3 separate regions of the Sus scrofa genome follow, and regions 1 and 2 are each linked to region 3. The links are chromatin contacts, called in public Hi-C maps. All regions are on one chromosome and are shown on one strand. Each heading gives the region's core, a stretch centred on a gene start, on an enhancer-like site or on the middle of the called end of the contact. The rest is flanking DNA. Distances are from core to core; before and after follow the strand shown.

What was found. A called contact is a pair of places that touch in the nucleus more often than the background predicts.
Region 1: a Hi-C map of omental adipose tissue shows a contact between it and region 3, with 1.8 times the contacts expected there. The contact joins two enhancer-like sites. A contact is called at or near these places in 15 of 47 Hi-C or Micro-C datasets (adipose tissue, alveolar macrophages, brain and 10 more).
Region 2: a Hi-C map of liver shows a contact between it and region 3, with 1.9 times the contacts expected there. The contact joins two enhancer-like sites. A contact is called at or near these places in 1 of 5 promoter capture datasets (liver) and 3 of 47 Hi-C or Micro-C datasets (embryonic fibroblasts, epiblast stem cells and liver).

What each region holds. Positions count from the first base shown.
Region 1 is chr1:99,069,233-99,071,932 of Sscrofa11.1, reverse strand. No RefSeq gene overlaps it. Among named protein-coding and RNA genes, the nearest start is that of LIPG, 11 kb to the left of the region's middle. Within about 2 kb of position 1,257, at least 1 of the 83 cell types and tissues checked has an H3K27ac peak or open chromatin away from gene starts, as enhancers often do. A contact at or near this core is called in omental adipose tissue, where this site is marked.
Region 2 is chr1:99,429,701-99,432,400 of Sscrofa11.1, reverse strand. MYO5B (unconventional myosin-Vb) reads left to right here. Exons shown (of 39, transcript XM_021093027.1): 33 at 1,883-2,034; 34 at 2,574-2,663. Among named protein-coding and RNA genes, the nearest start is that of ACAA2, 120 kb to the right of the region's middle. Within about 2 kb of position 1,295, at least 16 of the 83 cell types and tissues checked have an H3K27ac peak or open chromatin away from gene starts, as enhancers often do. A contact at or near this core is called in liver, where this site is marked.
Region 3 is chr1:99,261,010-99,263,709 of Sscrofa11.1, reverse strand. No RefSeq gene overlaps it. Among named protein-coding and RNA genes, the nearest start is that of ACAA2, 48 kb to the left of the region's middle. Within about 2 kb of position 1,404, at least 17 of the 83 cell types and tissues checked have an H3K27ac peak or open chromatin away from gene starts, as enhancers often do. A contact at or near this core is called in liver and omental adipose tissue, where this site is marked.

The sequences.
Region 1 (2,700 bases), core at 8-2,507, 190 kb after region 3:
TCCCTCTGTTAGAAACTAAGACCACCACACCAATGGATTCTAAAGGTGCAAGAACAGCAGGCAAAAATTCTGTAAATGGGTGAATTGTAATAATTGCGGAGCCACTCCCAGTCTACCCCTTGATTCCTAGGTCCTGTTATGGTCTATCTTCGGGAAAAGTAGCATCATGTTTTGGTCACTGATACAAAGCATATTGCACATCCTATAAGGCAAAATCTCAGGATTTCAGGTTATTAGTCCCAATTAGCACTGTATCTTTCTATTCCATCATTCAAGCCAAAAGGGGCCACTTGGTAAAAACAGTGATTTCCATGGGCTTGAACCCATCATTAGTTATTGAAATGAATTCCTTGGTCAGAAGTAAGGTTGTATGGATACATTAGATGTACAAAGCATTCTGTAAATTCATAGATGGTGATGGTGCTACATGTCAAAGCTGGAGAAGGCAAATCCATATTCAGAATGCTAGCTATTCTGGTGGGAATAAAACATTATTCCCTTCCAGGAGGTCCTTGGTGGCCTAGCAGTTAAAGTTGCGGCATTACCACTGCTGTGGCTCAGGTTCAATCCCTGGCCTGGGAACTTGATTCAGGCAAGGCCGAAAAAAGAAAAAAAAGAAAAAATTTGAAATTCCCACTCTGGCACAGTGGGCTAATGATCTGGATTGTCTCTGTGGAGGCGCCAGTTTGATCCCTTGCCCGGCACAGTGGATTAAGTATCCTGCATCACTACAGCTGTGGCATAGGTTGCAGCTCTGGCTGGGAATTGATCCCTGGTCCATCAACTTCCTTATGCCTCTGGGACAGCTGGAAAGGAAAAAAAAAAAACAAAACAAAACATTATTCCCTTCCTAATGAAAGGGGCCCTGATGTAATCACCCAGCCACCATATGGCTGGCTGACCCACCCACCCAAGGAAAGCTGCTCTACAGGGCTCTTAGTAATGGTCCCTGCTATTGGTAGGTTAGAGTCTCAGTAAGAGCAGTACCCATATTAGTTTCAGTGAAGAGAAGGCCTTCTCAGAATTCCGAGCACCAACTTAGCAGAGCCTGAGGTCCCAGAGGAGCTGGTAAGCCCCCGCTTTGTCACAAGTCTCCAGGAGACCTCCCCTCTGATGTCCCTATCCTGAAGTCCCCACCCTCTTCTGCTTGCCTCCCAGTTCCCCCCCAGCTTCTGTGGTTACAATCTCCTTATCATCCAGTATGCCTTCTTTGCTCTTTCAGCCAATGGCCAGGAAGCCACAGGAGAAAGGAAGAAGCCAGGGGGTTGCTCATCGGCCCTCCTCCTCTGTCTCTGGAAGCTTCTTCAGGGAAAGCTGTCTTCACCACAGCTCCAAGTGCTATGGGTCAGACACACTGTGATACTAGTCTCTCTTGGGAGACCCCGCCCCCTGGCTGTGATAACTCTACCTACTCCTTTTGACCCTCTGACCTCGGGGTGGTCAGAAGGCGTTTCCTTCTGTTGCTTCTCTGGATGCCTCATCAGCCCCGGTTTAGTACCTCAGCTACTCCATCCCCGTGCAACCAACACCTAGCATCAAATCCCATCTGCTTCACAGATCTCAGTGGTTTCTCCGAAGTTTGTGAGCCCCTAACATAGATATATTTGATTGGTTTGGATTTGGGGTGTTTTGTTTTTTTTTTTGTTTTTTTGGTTTTTTTTGTCTTTTTGGCATTTCTTGGGCTGCTTCTGCAGCATATGGAGGTTCCCAGGCTAGGCGTCGAATCGGAGCTGTAGCTGCCAGCCTACGCCAGAGCCACAGCAACGCAGGATCCGAGCTGTGTCTGCAACCTACACCACAGCTCACGGCAACGCCGGATCCTTAACCCACTGAGCAAAGACAGGGATCGAACCTGCAACCTCATGGTTCCCAGTCGGATTCATTAACCACTGCGCCACGACAGGAACTCCAATTTGGGGTGTTTTTTATTTTTATTTTTTCTTATAGCTGATTTACAATGTTCTGTCAATTTCTGCTGTACGGTAAAGTGACAGTTACACATATATATGCATTGTTTTTCTCATATCATCCTTCATTATATTCCATCATAAGTGGCTAGATATAGTTCCCCGTGCTATACAGCAGGATCTCATTGCTTATCCACTCCAAATGCAGTAGTTTGCATCAACTAACCCCAAACTCTCAGTCTCTCCCACTCTCTCCCCCTCTTCCTTGGCACAAGTCTGGATTTTGAAAGCACTTTCACTCCCCCACCTTCGTTTTCATGAAACAATCTTGTTTCATACCTCAAGGTTCAGCATGAAAATTCTTTCCCTTTTAAAGACCTTCTGTCTCCTACTTCCTCTCATCTCCTCTTGCCCTTGCTCTGCCTCTGGACCCTCTCAGCACTGGGTTCTGCCACTTGTTCCATAAAATTGTTCCTGTGTTTGTTGTTGACTGGGATGAGACTTTCTTGATGGCAGGAATTAAATTTTATGCACCTATTTTATTTTATTTATTTTCTATCTTTTAGGGCCGCACCAGCGGCATGTAGAGGTTCCCAGGCTAGGGGTCGAATCGGAACTGTAGCCGCTGGCCTACACCACAGCCACAGAAACACCAGATCTGTGCGGTACCTGTGACCTACACCACGGCTCACAGCAATGCCGGATCCTTAACCCATCGAGCAACGCAATGCCAGGGATCGAAACTGTGTCCTCACGGGTGCTAGTCAGATTTGTTTCTGCTGAGCCACAACAG
Region 2 (2,700 bases), core at 46-2,545, 170 kb before region 3:
GAGCTTTTTCTACTTTTACAAAGGTAAATTTCCCTATAATTGCCTGACAACTAAATGTGATAAGAGTGGACCTCAAACTCCCTTAAACAGGCTGATCTTGTTCAACCACCGCTAGGGATGCACTTTTATTCTCTGATGAATGAAACTCAAAGTTCACAGCATCAGAGTAAAAAAGAAAATGACAGTGGAGACTGCTCGTGCCAGCAGAGGGGTTACTCCTTCCCTCGGTCATTGCTCAGGTGGCCCCAGGAAAGCTTATCTGCTAAGCTGCCTGGTCCCCTTCCCTCCTCAAGACCCCTCCACACGGATGCCAGGACTTCACGAGCCTCAGCCTAGGGGCCCGGTGCTGGCTGGTTACTGTGGACCGTGGAGAAAAGTAGAGGTGGTACCTGCGCTCAAGGCTCTACCATGTAGCTGCTACGGGAATCGAGACTCAAATCACAGTTGAGCATTCCAAGGCAGGACAAGCTGTTTACCATCTGCACACGAGTCACGCTCAAAGCAAGAAGCTATAGAATTGAAGTCTGGGCCTTAAAACACATCTTTCTGGATAAATGTTAATGGCATTCTAATTAGAGCCAAGGGCCAACCCACAATCATTTGCTGAGCCTGTGAGATGCTCCAGGTACCTGGAGTATTATGCCTGTATGTGTTTTTGAGGCCAAGTGCCCACTGGAGATGCTGGCAGCACGTGCCCAGCCCTCACCCTAGGTGGCCCTGGTGGAAGATCTGAGGTTGTTGCCCCTTCCCCTCCCCAGCCTGCCTCCCTCATTGCCTCCCCAAGCCTAGAGGTGGCTTGTAAGGCCTGGGCTGGGTGAAGATTAGGGGCAGAGGTAATGAGAGAGTAGGCGAGGGCTGGGGATCCAGCGCTGGGGCCGAAGTGGGCAGGCCTGGGGTCTGAGGCCCAGGGCCTCGAGTACATCGTTCCTGTCCCTGGCCCTTTCCTCCTCCTTCCCCAGGGTTCTACCAGCACTCCCTGCTCTGAGCCTGGGCTACTGCTTCTGTGGGCTTCCTCTAGAATGGAGAGCAGCCTGACAGCTTCTCCCTGATCCTCCAGGGCTGTGGCAGGGAAGGACCAGGAGGCTGAGCAGGAGTCTGCAGTTCATGGGGCAGCTCACAGGTTCTTCCAGTCCAGCCAGTGTGCACCTGGGAGGGGGTGTGGTGAGGGTTTGGAAGAGAGCTGAGGGGGTGAGGGGCAACAGGGCCGCAGCTGTCCCTGACTAGAGCCGCATGAGCTCCAGCCAAGTGGGAGGCCGGTGAGACGCAGGTCAGGCGGTGGCGCTAGGGAGGAGAGCACGGCTGTGGCCAGTCAGTGCTCTGCTGGATCTGCTGGCTCTGAGCAGGTCCGGGAAGGGGCCACCACATAGTTTCCGAACTGACAGCCAAGTGGGTGAGAGGCTGCTCCAGCTCTCCCAACCCCTGGCACGTGGCCTGTATCTTCGGGGTGAGCCCTCCTTCTTGCTGTGTCCACGATAGGAAGGGATGTACTGGGGCGGGGGGTGGGGAGTCCGGGCCCCATCAGGGAGCAGCTCCCATCCTCAGTGGCCCTCTGGCCTCAGGCCCCTCCTTGGTGAACCTGGCCTGTGTGTGAACCTGGCAGGGAGCCACCTGTGGATTCTTTCCTCTAGGTTGTAAGGACAAAGCATGAGAAGCCTGTTTTAAACAATTAGGAACATGCTTTTTGTCTGGGGCTTTTACCTAGTTTCTAAAACTCCTAGTAGTCAGGGGTATCAGGAATCTGTGTATCCAGGGCAATCTCTGCCCTTTTCCTCTCCCAACCCCCTGCGAGGAGCTACAGGAAGATATTGAAAGTGTGTATTTTGGGCCAGGGCTCTTCCAGCTCTGGGCATTGACTCTAATTCTTGTGGTCTGTTGCTGTTAGAGCTGAAGCCCCAGGCCCTGGCGGGCACAGTGCCCTGCCTCCCAGCCTACATCCTCTACATGTGTATCAGGCACGCGGACTACGTGAACGATGACCTCAAGGTGCACTCCCTGCTGACCTCCACCATCAACGGCATCAAGAAAGTCCTCAAGGTCAGTGTCCAGGCCGACGGTGGTTGGTGGGGAACTGAGTGAAGCCAGCAGCTCACCGTTGCTTCTCTCAGCCTGGGTTTTGCGGGAAGAAGTTCTCCAGACTCTCCAGCCCTAGAGGGAAATAAATGACAGCTGACCTCTAGGTAAATGCAATGCCAGAACGTTTCACCAGCATCTTCCCAACACCCCTGGTGTTGGGTCATTGATAGATGAGAACAGAGCAGCTGGAGTCAAGCTCATTTGTATCGCCTGGCTTCATAGTCATAGCCACAGAAACAGTTTTTCTGCCGTGTGTGTGTGTGTGTGTGTGTGTGTGTGTGCGCGCGCATGTACATGCATGTGTGTGCCACCAATCAGGGTACCAGAACAGGGTTGTGTGTCATACCCAGTAGTGGATGAGCAGTAGCTCTTGTGGCGGTAGCTCTCATCTCCTGACTGTGACTAGCCAGGGCCTGCCAGGTGAGAGAATGAAACAGGTAAGCATTTGGCCAGATGGGAACCACTGACTTATGACCAGGAATGGCTTTTTCTTTTCACAGAAGCACAATGATGACTTTGAGATGACGTCATTCTGGTTATCCAATACCTGCCGCCTCCTGCATTGCTTGAAGCAGTACAGCGGCGATGAGGTGAGGCCATGGTGAGCCCAGTCCCCACACACACTTA
Region 3 (2,700 bases), core at 155-2,654:
TGCAGGTCTTAGCAACCATTCTCTGCCCCCTCCCAGCCAGGGGCATCTTCCAGGGCTTGGGTGCCTGCCCTGGGGAGAACCAGGGAAGGAGGCAGAACTTTTTGGAAAACTCAGGCCAGGTGATGGGAGGAGGCACTCTATGCTTTTTCTCCAACACTGAATCCAACCCTCCAAGTCCTGAATATCCAGGCCTCATTCCCCAGGCACTTAGCATCTTCAAATAACAATTTTTAAAAAAGGGGAGAAGAGGCATACTTATCAGTAACATTCCTATGAGTTAAGTTAATTCCAAAGAAAGAAAGGAAAAAAAAAAAGTGTACACAGATGCAGAGGCTGTGATTGGCCAAGACGGGTGTGTAGAGATCCTCCCCCCCCATTTGCAGTGCACACAGATCCCATCTCTGGAAGCCAGGAAGGCCTAACCTCACCCTACCTGGATGGAACTCTGAGACCCAAAGATGGAAATGGTTGGCCCACGATCATCAACAGCTGAGATGGCAGAAAGCAGTTGCCCTGGCTTGCTGGCTGCAGGCATGGGGGTCCGGCACTGGATGCCTTTGCAGAGGTCAAGCCCCACCCGGGTGGCGTTTTATCTCTTTCTCTTGTTGTTTTGTAAATTCTCTAAGCTCATCCGCTGACCTCCCTGAGTGCCTTTTATCGCGGAACAAAATAAGCCGAAATAGAGCTCCAAAGGAATCTAGAGACCTCACTCCTAAAACCTCCCAGGACTCTCCTCCATAGTCGTTCCAATACCGGACACCCCTCTCCCAAACATCCTGACTCCAGACTTAATGGCATTAAGAACTCGAACTAGGTCCGTCTACTTCCGCACAAGACGGGTCCTGCTCTTCTCAGAAAGTCAGCCCTGTATCTGTAAAGCCCGGCAGAACCTGAGCTTATGTGGATGTCTCTTTGTGGTGGCTCATTCAGGGTATGTCACATTCACGTCACCGGGGGTGGGGGGCGGGGGGGGGGTCCTGAAGAGCTGGGTTAAAAGCCACTCAGAAGCAGCGGTCCCCAGCCCCACCGTGCTCCAGGGTCCCAGTGGCGAGTGGTTGCCCATATCCCGAGGCCATCCCCTGGGGAAGTGGTTAAATCTGCCCTCCGCGAAAAGAGATCAAAGACAAAAAAACATTGGGTCTTAAGTTTCCTTGCTGGAGCTCCTGGAAATGGGGGAGGAAGAGAGATGCGGAGAAAAGCGGGTGCAGAAGGGGCTGGCGAGGGCAGGGAGGGGAAAGAAGGGAGGAGGGCCCAGAGGCTCGCGAGAGGAGATGGAGCGGAGCAGAGCACAGATTAGCCGCCGGGCCTCGGACCACCGCTCACCCCCAGCAACCTGAGTCACAGGGAAGGCAGCGGGGACTGGAGGCGGCGCTAGACTGAAGCCAGGGCCTCCTGCAGCCTCCCCACGCCCTGCAGCTGTCTGACACCGCCTAGTGGCTCCTCTCTGTACTTCCACCCTCGTTCCCCTCAGCAGCACCCCCCCCCTCCCCCGAGGTGCTTCATTGTCTGACTTCTTCTGGCTGCCGAAACCAGAAACCCCGAAAGTTAACCAGGTCAGTCCCCCCAAAGGCTTAACATCACCCGCCAACCTTAGGGGTGGTCAGAACTGCTGCCTCCCTTTACCTATGAAGGGCTCCCAACTTTTTTTTTTTTTCTTTTTTTCTTTTTAGGGCGCACCCGCTGGGCTTATGGAAGTTCCCAGGCTAGGGGTTGAATCAGAGCTGCAGCTGCCAGCCTACACCACAGCCACAGCAATGCAGGATCCAACCCGCGTCTGCAACCTACACCAGAGCTCATGGCAACACTGGATCCTTAACCTACTGATCCTTAACCTACTTAACCTACTGGATCCTTAACCTACTGAGCATCCTCTTGGATACTAGGTGGGTTCCTTACTACTAAGACACAACTGGTACTCCTGTCTTTTTCTTTTCTTTTTTTCTTTTTTCTTTTTTTAGGGGCTCCCATTTTTTACCCATAGGGTCAGATTTTCACTTGTAAATAATGGTGCTGATGGAGCTGGAATGCTGGCCTCCTAGCTCCTTCCCTGGCTTCTGGGTACGCCCTGACACCCATCGAGACTGTTCCACCCAGCTCTTAGCCTTCCACCACCTCTGATTCTTGTGCAGTGTTCTCAGTATTTATCTACCTGTGTCTTATTAATCCAGGCCTGGAATGCTGTAGTGATGTTGGGCTGTACCTGCAGTCTGCCCCGGGGCATACATGCACACTGAGGACCTCTTAGGAAACCCAGCATATATTAAATTCCCATATGTAAGTGAGTTTGTTTCTGGACTTGCTATTCTGTTCCATTGATCCAGTTGTCTCTGACCAGTCAAATGTCTTTTCTATTTTAATGTCTTCATAGCTCACTGTCCTTTCTTTAAATTGACTTTCTGTTATTGACCACTTCACAAGACTCAGAATAAACTTATGATGATACAGAATTTATGTCTTTTTAGGGCCGCACCTGCAGCATATGGAGGTTCCCAGGCTAGGGGTCCAATCAGAGCTATAGCCGCTGGCCTATGCCACAGCACAGCAATGCCAGATCCGATGCACCTCTGCAACCTACACCACAGCTCAAGGCGATGATGGATTCTTAACCCACCGAGAGAGGCCAGGGGTCAAACTTGTGTCCTCATGGATGCTAGTCGGGTTCGTTAAGCACTGAGCCATAACAGGAACTCCCAATACTGA